Regions from separate parts of the Arachis hypogaea genome. Here region 1 is linked to region 2. The links are chromatin contacts, called in public Hi-C maps. All regions are on one chromosome and are shown on one strand. The core of a region is the stretch at or near the end of the contact, and the rest is flanking DNA. Distances in the headings are between cores, read along the strand shown.

Region 1 (2,700 bases), core at 163-2,662, 71 kb before region 2:
TCTAAAATAATTATGTTACATCTGCCTAGCAAAGATCCAATTACCATTAGGTTCATATTCTTTTTGTGTATATGAGTATCCAACTTCCAAATACATTACTCTTGCCTGAAAAATGTGCAAGTTTGTATAGCTGTTGCATAGTGCATACCTAATTTCCTATGACATATCTAAGCATCCAAGTTATTTTGCAGGCTTCGTTCCGCATTAAGGTGACTAGATCAGTACCAAGAATATCTGAGAAGAAAGGAGAACAAATTCTCATGAAAGTGTGAATGGCTGTGTTTAGGTAAATATTTGTAAGTCAAAGAAAATGTTATACAGCCAAATACTTAGAATTGTATAGCTTCTGTATGCACTCTTTTTAGAATAGAGAGTATTTTGCAACGGCACCAAATTGTTCAATAATTCTTAGGTAGTCGTTGGTTGTTGCCTCCCATAGGCACTTCGTTCAACACTTTGATATGTAAAAAGACAGTATTTTTAGAGATTCATATTCTTATAATTTTGTGGTTATCCGTTTACAAGCGGGAGCATTACTCACTGAAGATAATAAGTTAATAACAAGGGTAGCAAAGAAAATGCCAAAATCTATATTTTGGTAAAGAAAATAGCGGGAATTTCTTTAGTAAAGAGTATAATTGGATGAAAAATGAAGATTTTTAACTGGTTGATTCGACTAAAAAACTGGTGAACCAAATCTCAAATCAGTCCAATTTAGGTTTAAGACCGTTTCAATAATTGAACTAGTCAAACCTAATAAGAAAAGCTGAAATTCAGTTTAAACCGAATCGACGAGTCATACAATGCCTGATAAGTTTCATACCTAGCCCCTTTTGTAAGGAAGAGTACCAACTTGCAGCTTAGCTAGCATGTCATTTGTCTTATGAGATGCAATTTTTTATAAAATTGATTAAATTATATCTATAAATTTTAGAAAAACTATTATTTTTCTTAATAACTAACATATTTTATCTATTTATTATTATTTCTACATCTCTTTTCAATAAAATACTTGAAGTGCAAAATTTTAATTTGATACAAACAAAAACAACTAAAAATACTTCTTATGAAAAGAAGAGGTAGAATTTTATATATTAATTATAATCAGGTCAATTGATTTAACTGATGGCCTAATGATTGAACCAATGATCCAGTAATCTAATAATCTGACTAGTTTGATCCTCGTTCGATTTTGATTATTATACTCCCAGTTTCATTCCAGCCTTCATTGTTTTCAATCTCTCCAGCATCTCCCAGAATTGAATCCATATGGGGGAGGGTTTTTTTTTGGTATTTATGGGGAAGGATTTAATTCTCTTGTCCTCTATGTCCTCCACTTCAGCCCACCTACGAGTGTGCAAGACGTAGTTGTTAAATAACAAAAGAGACCCTTTCCCAATTCTGAGCGACTCCACTTTATCAAAAAAAAAAAAAAAAAACTGAAACTAATTATCACCCAGATCTACTATCCTGAACCCCTCTAGTCTCTAACAAATTTCACGTAGAGCATTGTCTAAGGTATCAATAAAAAAGGCTTTATCAGTTAATACCAAGAAAAAAGAAAAGGCTTTATCAGCAAAAAGCCTCCCTATTAGACTCTTAGAGCAAGCATCAACCCCCTTTTGTGACATCCTTTTCATCCAAACAAATCAATTCCTCCACCTCATCAGAATTACCAGGACCATGTTGAGAGAACTCGACTCTTTTCACACTCATGCTAGGATTTGGATGAAACAGTGCTGTAAAAGTTGAATTTTTGTGACAAGAAACAAAAGAATAAAACCCCGGAGCGGGCACTATTTCTACCTTAGCAAAGCACTGGAAACTCTAGGTTGGGGGCTTTTAGGTTTAGCATTCATTTTTAAAAAAATATATAATGTACTTTGTAAGCATAAAATGTTTCAAATATATTAAAAGTAAATTGTTTCATGCCACTGAGTTAAATTTCAAAGTAATATTTGAAGTTGCATTCGAGTCTTAAAGTAATATTTGAAGTTAATAATTACTTAAATTCATCATCGAAGTTGCACTCTGGAACTCATAGTAGACGTTGAAGCATTCTCCATTTATCGAAATCTTAAAACGACGTCGTTTAGAGGGAAAAAAAAAACCAGAAACATTAGAAATGACGTAGTTTTGTGTCTAATAAAAAAAAACGCTAAAGCCTAAAGCCCTACCCTTTCCCGAGCCTTCCCTTTTCCTTCCCCAACCCTTTCCCTTCCCCTTCCCCTTTCCCAACCTGCTCTTTCCCTTCCCCTTCTCTCACTCACAACTGCAGAGGCAAGTGTTTCTCAACCCTCTCTGTCGCCGGCCTCTATTTCGGTGCCGTGCCGGTTGCCCCTTCCTAACCTAGTCTTTCAGACTCCCAATCTACTTCTCCTCACTACCACAAAATCGAGGTGTTCTCCGACTTCGCCGTCCAGATTTCGCACTTTTCCACTGTTTTCAAGCGCTCCGTCAACCACTCCCCACTATTCCATCGTCATCGTCATCGCTCTCGAGCCTGCCGCACTCGCCGGCGACTCCAAGGCCCACCAACAGCTCCACAACGAGGTAGGCGCTCCAGACTACAAACAGAATATCTCTCATGGTCAGCTCTAGACGCTCTTCACTGTCCCGGCTAACAGCCCCTCCCTACTTGTCGCCGTCTGCTTTCTGTCTCCCTCTGCATCCTTCTTCTCTACTCTGCGGCCAAGGTGA
Region 2 (2,700 bases), core at 111-2,610:
TTGGCAAATCATAAGTGATTGAATTCCAATTCCTTGGCAATTCAATCTCTCTTAACTTGATCAATTGCCAATTCCTTGATCTAATTGCTCATGAGAAGAGATGAAGATTGGTTCTTGATTTAAAGCCAAACAATCTTATAGACCCAAGTTTTAGGATGATTACATGTCACTATATCAAACCCAAACCCAGATCTAGTCAATTGTGAGAAAGAAATTCAAGCAAGATTCTATGATCCCTTTTCCAAGGCTCAGATAGAATCCATGAGAACTCAATTTCTTTCTCAAGACAATTGAATCCTTGAATTAAGAACGAATATCTTTCTAGCAAATCAAATAAGAGATGAAGAGAAGAAGAGAATAAAATACACTATTCATCCATCCAAGTACAATAGAGCTCCTTCCCCCAATGAGGAAGAAGTTAGCTACTCATAGCTCAGGAAAGGTACAAGAGATGGAAAGTAAGATGGAAGTCAGAAGTGGGAAAAGAAGATCCCCCCCTAATAAAGCACCTTCCTGGGGTTTATATACTACTCCTAATTCTAACTTGTAAATTCAAAAATTACAATTAAAATTTTCTCACTAACTAAATGGTACTGAACCTTTTCTGCTGATTGGGGGTATGTTGAGTGGCGTCCTACGCTTTCGAGCATGCCCAGTGCTTAAATTCTGCACTTGTTACCTGGCGTGTCATGCCATAGTACACGCTCAGTGGAACGCCAGCGTAAACAGACTTGGCACCCCACTTGGCTAGCACACCTTGCTTTGGAACCCTTAGATTTCCCTCTGTAGTGTTGGCCCAGCGTGCCACGCCTAGGACACGCTCTCTAACACGCCAGTATTGTTGGCGTACCACTCTGAAGCTTCACGTCCATTCCCACGCTCAAGGATTAGAACTGGAATGCCACGCCTAGGATACGCTTGCTGGCATGCCCATTGTGATGGCTCCTGGAACACTCCGTGGAACTTAAGCCCAGCGTGCCATGCCTTCGAGCACGTCCAGTGGCACGCTGACTTTGCACACCAGCGTGGGGCGCCATAGCACATGCCCTTTGGTACGCCCCTTGACTTGAGTTTCTTCTGCTCTGGATGCCTGGTGTGCCACGCCCTTAGCATGCCCTTGACACACCCTTTGTGATAAATTGGCGTGCAACGCCTTCAAGCACGCCCACTGGTACGCTCACTCATGTAGTCTTGGCGTGGCACTTCATACTACATGCCAGAAGACACGCCTTTGTTGGAGAGGTCTGGGAGTGCTTTTGGAATTTTAGCACAGCGTGCCACGCCCTTGGCACGCCCGTGGACACGCCTTTGTTGAAAGATTGGCGCGCCATGCTCTTGATACTCTCGTGGACACGCCCTTGTTGCTTAACTCAAAACCCTCTTTCTCGAAACTAAGCCCAGCGTGCCACACCTGGAAACACGCTTAGTATAAGAGATTGGCATGCCACTCCTTCGTGCACGCCCTTGTCATGCCTTCACTTGTAAGCTTGGCGTGCCACGCCATATAACACGCTGAGTGGCACGCCCTTGATAATGAGTTCCAGGGTCTCCTCTATGACTTTGGTCCAGCGTGCCATGCCAGGGCCACACTCAGGGCACGCCCCTATTGGAGAGTGGGCGTGCCACGCCTAGGGACACGCCCAGGGCACTAAACCTTAAATCACTTAACAAACATATCAAGGCATCTAATAGAATCAAGGTGAATTAAATTTAGCTATTTTGAGTCCTAAAAAGCATGTTTTCACATTCAAGCACAATTAAAGGAGAATATACAAAACCATGCTATTTCTTGAATAAATATGGGTAAAAGGTGATAAAATCCCCAAAAATCAATACAAGATAAACCCTACAAATGGGGTTTGTCAGGCACGCCAGCTTTAACTTCATCCATGATGCTCTCTGGTTTTCTGGCCCAGCGTGCCACGCCAGTTGGCACGCTGTTGACACGCCCTGCCTCTTTTTCTTTTTTTCATCTTCTTTGCTTCTCTTTTCTCCTGAAATTCATGCAAGACACATATTCAAAGTAGTATTCCAAAAATTCATGATATATCCATCAATATTGCATTATTTCAGTGAGAGAGCACTCATTTTTTTGACAAAAAACTCTATGAGCAAATAGGTAGATGATGCAAGTCATCAGTGTGATCTGATGGATTGGGATCCGAAGATCCTCCTCCCGATTACTCTCTCTTGTGAACCTTGTTTACTTATTTATATCCAAAGTTCTATCTAAAATTCAAATTCAAAAATTAACTCTAATCTTATCTTTAGAAAAGATGAGATAACTACCTACTTAAATTCAATTAAAATCTTAACAATAATTCAAATCTAATCTAGAAACAAATCCTAACATCCAAATCTTTCTCTTTCTAGAAGGAATTAATGATAACTAATCTCTTAAATCTTGAATTTTTGGATGAGATTAATGCTTCTTATGATTTGTATAATTAAGATTGGGCCTTAATAATGTTGCATCTTGGGAGTTGAGGTTGATGAACACTAGGCGTTTGGGTGTGGCTCAATTTCACATTCAGGATTTATTTGGACGCCGGGCTTGGAGAGCTACCGTCGGGCGTGTGTGCAAAAAAGGGGAGGAACGCCGGTGATAAACCACTATTTTATGGTTTATTTTGTATTGAATTAAGTAGATTTTGTCAACTTTACTCACACTTATCCATGTAATTTGCATGTTTTTAAGTT

The links. A called contact is a pair of places that touch in the nucleus more often than the background predicts.
Region 1: a Hi-C map of leaf shows a contact between it and region 2, with 1.9 times the contacts expected there. The contact joins two enhancer-like sites. A contact is called at or near these places in 2 of 8 Hi-C or Micro-C datasets (both in leaf).

The regions. Positions count from the first base shown.
Region 1 is chr11:18,766,878-18,769,577 of arahy.Tifrunner.gnm2.J5K5, reverse strand. It overlaps LOC112720473 (zeaxanthin epoxidase, chloroplastic), which reads left to right. Exons shown (of 16, transcript XM_025771425.3): 16 at 192-502. The coding sequence ends at 272. Among protein-coding and RNA genes, the nearest start is that of LOC112720473, 6.5 kb to the left of the region's middle. Within about 2 kb of position 1,412, at least 3 of the 3 cell types and tissues checked have open chromatin away from gene starts, as enhancers often do.
Region 2 is chr11:18,695,466-18,698,165 of arahy.Tifrunner.gnm2.J5K5, reverse strand. No RefSeq gene overlaps it. Among protein-coding and RNA genes, the nearest start is that of LOC112720471, 28 kb to the right of the region's middle. Within about 2 kb of position 1,360, at least 1 of the 3 cell types and tissues checked has open chromatin away from gene starts, as enhancers often do.